Linked DNA regions of Mus musculus: region 1 is linked to region 2. Evidence: chromatin contacts called from public HiChIP or PLAC-seq data. All regions are on one chromosome and are shown on one strand. The core of a region is the stretch at or near the end of the contact, and the rest is flanking DNA. Distances in the headings are between cores, read along the strand shown.

Region 1 (4,131 bases), core at 1,595-4,094, 200 kb after region 2:
ACTAATGTGCTCTAGTTACTTTTTCTGTTGTAAGGATAAATACTTTGATAAAAAGCAACTTCAGGAAGTGTTTATTTTGGCACACAGTTGCATCACGGTGGGAAAGTTAAAGCAGTAGGAACCAGAAGTTGTTGGCAACATCACATCTATAGGCAGAGAGATAAATGCCTGTGCGCAGCTCCCTTCTTCCTTTGAATACAGTCTAGAATCTCAGTCCAGGGTATGCTGCCACCCACAGTGGACCAGTTTTCTCATCTTTCTTTAACCCAGTCCACCACAGGCATGCCCATAGGTCTGCCTCCTAGGTGATTCTAGACCTTATCAAGGTGACAATTAGTATTAGCCATCACACAAGTTTTCAGAGTGTTAATTCTTGAGACGTCAGAATTACTAAGACTAAGGCTTATTTTCCCATATTGAAGATCTTCCCACTTGGGTTTCAAGCCTCTCCACTGTGAGGTTTGAGAACTGGAGTGATTGAGAAGTTGTTAAACTGCTGATCCTTTGCTCCTGGCCATGCTCTCCCCATCACCTCCCCACCGCACCCCTTTCAAATACCTGAGATAAGCAGCCACATTTCCATCTCCTCTAGGCTTAGCCTTTGCACACTGCCACCGTATATGCATTCTGATTGCCTGTTTCTTGGTAAACTGCTGTTGTGTGTGTGGATTGTGTTTGGAGATATGTTCGGTGGTTAAAAGTACTTGTTGCTCTCCCAGAGGACTTGGGTTTTATTCCCAGTACTCACATGGAGTTTACAACCATTTATAAGTCCAATTCTGGGGAGGAGGGGAGATCTAATTCTCTCTTCTGGTCTCCATAGGTGCCATGGTACACAGACACACGTGCATGCAAAACACCCATACAGTGAAAGGTAAAAAATAATGATTTTAGAAATTTTTAAAGAATTTAAAACTGAAACCCCCACAAAAAATACTTTGAAGTATTTGAAGTAGTGAAATTTAAGGTTTTTTTTTTTTTTTAAAAAAAAACAAAGCAAACTTTATGCATTTCTAAAGATGTTTTCTTTTAGTGCATGAAGAAAACAAAATGTACAGGTACATTTGTTATTGTTCATGTGGAGATCCCTGCGAACAATGACATTTTAGACATCATGTTTTCATCTTTCTAAAAACACAGCAGGACAGAGCCCCATTCGACACAGCGAAATAAGTTCCTTAAAAACGTTGGCTAAAGCAGCAGAAAGTGTCTCCTATTTTAAGCACTCACAAACAAGCCCAGTTGGAGAAGAGCTCTCTGAAGATTCAGGCCTCTCTGGTTACTCTATTTTCCAGGTTTCCCTCCCCTGCTTGATTCTCCTGTTTGATAAGAGATCAGGTAACCATGACAACTCTGCACTGTGGCAGGCCTTTGTGTGTGTGTGTGTGTGTGTGTGTGTGTGTGTGTGTGTGTGTATTACATAACTCTGAAAATAAATCTGCTATCTGTTTGACATTTGCTTCCTTTTCTTACAAACTTTTTTTTTCTTTTTAACTCTCAGCACAGTGTATCCTGAAGGAAGCTCTCCACTTGAGAGGATTTTGCTGACAGGAGTGTGGCTTCCTATTAGTGGCATGATGGCTGCACCCTCTGAGGCTCACATTCCCAGCATGGATCCTCCCCATACACACTTCAGACTAAATTATAGCTCTATTATCCAGTTAGTGAAGGCTAGCAAAACCGTGATAGTTCACCGGGGTGTTTTCTAGCCTGAGATTTATGCAGTCTGAGTGTGTGCCATCCAAAATGGAGGCCACTATTACGTGAGCTCTGAAGGTTCACCTCAGAGGCACCGGTTTTATGCCAATGGGAAACATACTCTCGGTTCCTGGCAGATAGAAAGAACTTTTCACTCAATTAGATTTTGATAAGACAGCTTGACCTAATACTCCTTGAAAAATAAAGACTCTAATATAATTTAATATAGGGATATTGGCATGCCAAATGACTAGCTTCTATTATGTGTTCAGAGGAGATTTTATTTTCTGATATAAATCCTAGAAACTTGCTTAGTGATAAGGGTTTTCCTCATAACAAAGCAAATTCTTCAGTTTTCTACATTAGTGGCTATATGTGGCAAGTGACAAGCAGCATAACTCTTGGTTAAATGAGAAAAAGATTAACATCAGGGTCAGAATGAGGCCACTGCTTTCAAAGCAGACCCAGCAGAGACCAGTGCTTGCCTTTACCCACCAGCCTGAGTTGTATCCAGGCAAGCTGTATTGATTAGATGTATTTCCCTAATAGCAATATCCTGCTCTCTCTCTCTCTCTCTCTCTCTCTCTCTCTCTCTCTCTCTCTCTCAGGAACATGCTTGTATCAGGCACACAGAGCTTTCTCCTACATGTCTACCAATTAAGGGTTATTAAGTTTAATGAATTTATTCCACAGCACCCAGCTCTCTAGTATTTATTCAAAAAAAATCTCTTGGGACTTGAGTCTCAGAGCAAAAGATTTCATAAACATGCATATGAATGTGTTAGATGAGGCTGTTTTTGTTGGTTGAAAACAGACAGCGGGTGTGCAACCCTACGATGTCACGATATGACTGTCATGTAAAATGACTGTATTTGCAAGTAAACACCATTCAAGCCACTTTGGCAAGCCCAGAGCCTCTTTGTGCAGAGCAGAGGTTGAGTCCTGCCTGAGGGTATTCATCAAAGAAAGCCACAGGGAATTGGCTCAAAGCAGGGAGGCTAGCCCAGGAACCACCTTAGCAACCTGGGACTCTGCCAGAATTGGGCTTGTATGTGTCCCTCTTTTAATGATGCACCGGATTGCCTAGCTTCTTTACCTGCATATACTAGGCACACACAGCTCTCTCCGAACAAATGCAACTAGAAATCCCAGCCTCTCCACCCCCGACTCCTTACCTCCCACGCCCATGCACATTGAGCTACATGTACACCCCTCCGGGGAGAGGGGAGGTTTCTTCTTTCCTAACTACAATCCAATGTAGATAGTGTCTATTAGAGTACATTACCCGTGTATCTTAGTATAAGATAGGCCGGAAAGGCCAGTCTGGCTGGAATTGGCGTGGGATACTTGTGCAGTAAGGAAAACTGTCCTCAAAATGAATCCCCAAGATTATTTACCATCCTAGGCCTGTGCTTATTCGGGTGTTCACACGATTTTAAAAATGAGATGCACTATAGGAAAAGACACGCACAGTAGGAAAAAGGAGTAGCTATGTGACATAACCTATCAGTCAAAATTGAGAACCACCCAAACTGCTCCGCTTAGTAACCAGTCTCTCCTTCCTTTAGATCCCACAATGCAATGCGAGTACCTTGAGAACCCACAACACGTGGTCTGATATCAATGTTCAAAATGCCTTCTTTTCTAACCGATGCTACTGCTTGCACGTCTCTGTGAGCCCTTCTTTTCAGTTCTTTAAATAAGCGTCCGAAACCCTGAAAATACCTGGCCTAGATCTGAGCACCCAAAACAAGGGGCGGGTACCTTTGTCTAATCCCTAGATAGCCATTGGCTGATGAAAGCCTTGATGAAAGTAGCTTTGGCATATTACCTTCTGTGTTTGCGTAAATTAACTATAACATTAGCAGCACGGGCCAACAAGAGTGAATAATATGAAGAAAAGAAAAAGGACGGCGGTACCGGAAACAGTAAACACACCGCTCCTTGAACATTTTACGGTTAGGGAACTGATAATCAGATTGGCTTTGAATTGCGATTTGATATGACCCACCCCACTCACCCCACCCCATCCACTCCCCCTGCCCCGCGGTGAGCTGCTTACCTCTTCGAGATTTTGCATCTTTATCTTCAAATGGAATAATCCTATCTCAGAGAATTGTTGGGAAGTTTTATCAGTATCTAACAAGTCCCAGAAAAGGGGCTCAATAGATGTTAGCTGAGGCTAGTATGCTTGTCGTACTTCCTCTCTCAACAATGGACCCTGACCTTTGGTGTGGCCATTGCCAATCTGTAAGGAGCAGAAGATGACTTCTGGGTTTGCAGGACAAAAGGTAAAGGGAGGGTGGGCCGTAAACAAAACACCCTGGGATAGGAATGGAGGAGGAGTTTGAAGCACGAGAGCTACAGATGGTTCAATCTGCGGCTGGCATTTAACGGAGAACATTCCAAGATTCGCTTGCTTTTGTTGTTTGA
Region 2 (3,991 bases), core at 1,303-3,802:
GCCTTATTGGGCTCTACTACCAAGCTACATCACTAGCATTGTTACACTACAGTCTTAAAAGATAAGAACCATGAGTTGGTTTCCCCCCAATTCCAGGAACTAGCACAGCATACTCAGACTTCATGTACTCACACGGAAAACATGATCAGTAGTTTATTCTTCAATGAACTGTGCTGTGGTAGAAAGGTACAAATTAAGCTCTGGCCATAACTAAGTGGACCTCACTAATTATGAGAGTCCAATGAAGGTGGCAGCAATTTAGACCTATCTAAAGTTTTAATCTAGTCTTTGTTTCTATGAATTCTTCTAAGGGAGGCATTCAAACATATATTTATGCTAACCCTACCTCATCTTTTATATGCTCCTATGGAGATTTTCTTTTATGAGAACAGTAAAAGCCGCAAGGAACCTGTTTTTTCTCTCAACTCCACTGCCCTGATTTTCATCCCCCGAGGCACTCATTCTCTTGGTGGCTGCTTCTCCTCTGTTGCTGCACTTTCTTCTTTCTACAGCTCAAATCCAGAAAGGGTCTTACAGAGGGGAGGAGAGGAGATCAAATATCCATTAACTTTTTCCCTATAGGCTTCTCTCCAAACCAGTCTTCACTTATTCCTTCTCCTCTTTCACATGCAGACCTCTCTCATCTTAGTTATGGGTTCTATTGCTGGGATGAAATACCATGACCAAAAGCAAACTAGGGAAGAATGGGGTTATTCAACTTATGCTTCCATATTTCTGTTTATCAGCTAAGGAAGTCAGGACAGGAACTCAAACAGGGCTGGGACCTAAAGTGGGAAGCAGATCTATAGGCAACAAAGGAGTGCTGCTTACTGGCTTGCTCTTCAGGATTTGCTCAGCCTGTTTTCTTACAGAACCCAGGACCACCAGCCCAGGGATGGCACCACTCACTGTATGTTGGGTCCTCCCCCATCAATCACTAATTAGAAAAATGCCCTACAGCCTGATCTTATAGAGGAATTTTCTCAATTGAAGGTCTTCCTTACAGAAGACTCTAGTTTGTGTCAAATTGGCATAAAACTAGACAACACACTTGATAATTCTGGACAGATGCAAACATAAAATAAGAGAGCTTTATTCTTTTTCCTTCATTAAAAAAATCTACGCAGTAATTTAAAAATAAAGTTTCCAACTATTATTATTATTATTACTACTATAGAGAGAAAAGACTGTTCCCCAGTAAAGCACAGAAATGTGTCCTTGTACAGAATGCTGATACAGGAGTCAGCTCCCTTAAGGTCTGGTGAACACTGAGGCAGTCTGTACAGTACACAACTCTTCAGGTCCTGCAGGAGGCTGTTGCTGCTAGATATTAAAATCAAATGAAAGGAGTTATGAAGAGATAACTTACAGGATGCAGCCACAAACTGACTCTTGAAATACAAGCTGTTTATCATTCTGAGATTAAGCCATCCCTACATTTTAAAATACAATAAAACAATCTGTTTTTTCATCTGCTAGTGTATTGGGGAAAATCAATATTATATTAATTAAAATGCTTTCTTGATTAATATTTATGAATAATCTGGAAGGCACACAAGTAAGCTATGTGATCAGAAATTTATATTCCATGTGATTCATAGTGAAAACAAAAAATTCTATTTGAAGAAAAGTTAGTAAAGATGGCAAAGCTTTTTAAATGTCTATACTGCTTATATATTCTCTTGTCTAGATCCTTTCAGGAATATTGATTATTTGTGTATTACCCAACTGCAGCACAGATATTTTAGATTAACTTAGTGATATTTCTAATACATGTAGGGTTCCAAGTTTGACTTGTGACTCCTGGCTAAGGTATTTTAAAAGATTCACCATCAGGCTCAGCTATGTAGTGATAGGAAAGGGGCACTGAAAACTGTCAGCCTATGGTATCACAGCCAATGCTAATCAGAGAGTGTGACGAGTCCTTCACCCTCAGAAGTATTACAGTCTAGATGTTAACAAGGTAGGGAGTGACCCACCTCCATGGATTCTTTAATTTAAAGCCATGACTATTAGGTAGTAGTAAGAACCAAAAAGGATACAAAGAATTGTAAAAAATACAAATCCAAAGCGTTCAGGTACTAGTACTAGTTGAAAGGTAAAATAAGCACTTCAAATTAAACATAACATACGTAATTTCCTAACAACTAAAAGGAATGTTGCACGCAGGTACAGTACAAAGGCACCTGGGAAGTCAGTTTCTCAACAGCTGGTATCAAGGGGTTTCAAAGCAGTCTGGGCTCACCTTCTCTTAGCAGTTACACCCAGAACTCACAATATCTCTATTTGCTGAGTACTGCAGAGGTAACAGGTCCAGTTTCAAGTATAATGTATGCTTATGAATGTGGTGGTTTGAATGGAAATGCCCCCCACAATCCCACAGGGAGTAGCACTATAAGGTCTTGTTGGAGTAAGCATGGCCTTGTAAGAGAAAGTATATCACTGGGGTGGGCTTTGAGTTCTCAGAAGCTCAAGCCAGGCCTAGTGGCTAACTGTCTCTTCCTGCTGCCTTCAAATCCAAATATAGAATCCTCAGCTACCTCTCCAACATCCTGTCTACCTGAATGCCACCATGCTTCCCACCTTGACAATAATGGACTAAACATCTAACCTACAAGCCAGCCCCAATTAAATGTTTTCCTTTATAAGAGCTGCCATGGTCACGGTGTCTCTAAACAGCAATAAGACCCCAAGTAAGGCAGTTATTCTTACCCTGATCTAATACTGATGGGAACAAGAGCTGAACTGATACGAAATGTATTACTGAACTTAAATAACCCACAGCACCTTATAACAAGCTACTAAGAAACAGCTAATGTTTAACTCAGCTTCTCTAACTCCAAAGACACTGACTTTTTGTTTGTCTGTTTGCTGACAGAATCTTACTATCTCAGTGATAAGGGTACTGAGCTGCTGGAAAGGTTGGCTTGTTCTGATGGACAAAGGGGGACTTCTGTCCCATGACACTGCTTATCTCTGGCTTTGTTGGCAATCTTTGGGTAGTGAATTTAAGCAAGTCAAAGACCTGAATCTTCATCATATGTCATCATACCACATCCGCTCTTGTCCAAGTTTCCCCTTTTATGATACTAGTGACAGTGGATGAAGGGGCCACCCTAACCTTCCTGTAGCCCTCATTTTCATATATGAACACAATGCTCACTAAATGGAGGCTGCTTTGCTCCTCCTCTCAGGGGATATGGTGATGTCTGGAGAGATTTCTATTTGTTCTGAATCTCGGAGGGTAAGAAATAACGAGTGTATAGAAGACAGGGAACTCTACTAAACCCACTACAATTCATAGGATGGCTCCCAATAGCTGAAAAATATCCAGTCCAAAATGCTAAGGCGATGTCCAATAAAGGAAGATTGCAGTGAACGTGGGAAAACATCTGAGCTGAGTTTAAAGCAGTTGGGTTAGAACCACCTGGAATGAGGTGACAAGGGTGAATCCTAGAGAAGGAAACTCGTGCTGACTAGACAAGACAGGTTTGCAGTTAACAAGCAGACTCTTTAAAAAGCCTGAGGAAGACAGCTACAGTGTAGATCTTAAAAAGAAAAGCCTGAGGCCACACTGGAAATAAAAACAATATTAGAAAACAGAATGGACCTTTGGAGGACTGAAAGACCTGGCTAGCGTTACTTACTTTTTTTGACTAATAAAATGTACACAATAGAATTTTATAGTTAGATCAATCAAAAAAGGAGAAAGAGACTAATTAGAGTTCTACTGCAATAGTTAAATGACTGGAGTACTCAAGCTTGTGATTGTGACACAGGGAGAACGCACAAGTGTACACACTGTTACCTACCTGGAAAAATAGAAGGCAGATTTTCTCTTGTTACAGAATGTAGCAAATTATTCCTCTTACCTGTAATGCACTGAAACTGTCCATCTTCTCTTCTTATCGTAAAGGCTTCCCCTGGATTAACCTGTACCAGAATAACCTGGAAACAACGGAAGAAGAATTCATCAAAACAATAAAAGAAC

The links. HiChIP or PLAC-seq counts read pairs in DNA pulled down with a chosen protein or histone mark.
Region 1: a contact with region 2 is called in an H3K27ac HiChIP or PLAC-seq map of extraembryonic endoderm stem cells. The contact joins two enhancer-like sites. A contact is called at or near these places in 2 of 484 Hi-C or Micro-C datasets (extraembryonic endoderm stem cells and nephron progenitors), 3 of 115 datasets of contacts at active chromatin or transcription factors (CD8 T cells, differentiating embryonic stem cells and extraembryonic endoderm stem cells) and 1 of 9 other capture datasets (adipose tissue).

What each region holds. Positions count from the first base shown.
Region 1 is chr14:72,843,592-72,847,722 of GRCm38.p6, forward strand. The region is part of intron 1 of Gm4606 (NADH dehydrogenase [ubiquinone] 1 alpha subcomplex assembly factor 4); the gene reads right to left. Among named protein-coding and RNA genes, the nearest start is that of Gm41206, 6.2 kb to the right of the region's middle. Within about 2 kb of position 2,845, at least 26 of the 459 cell types and tissues checked have an H3K27ac peak or open chromatin away from gene starts, as enhancers often do. A contact at or near this core is called in extraembryonic endoderm stem cells, where this site is marked.
Region 2 is chr14:72,648,144-72,652,134 of GRCm38.p6, forward strand. Fndc3a (fibronectin type III domain containing 3A) reads right to left here. Exons shown (of 26, transcript NM_207636.2): 3 at 3,873-3,948. Among named protein-coding and RNA genes, the nearest start is that of Fndc3a, 60 kb to the right of the region's middle. Within about 2 kb of position 2,553, at least 7 of the 459 cell types and tissues checked have an H3K27ac peak or open chromatin away from gene starts, as enhancers often do. A contact at or near this core is called in extraembryonic endoderm stem cells, where this site is marked.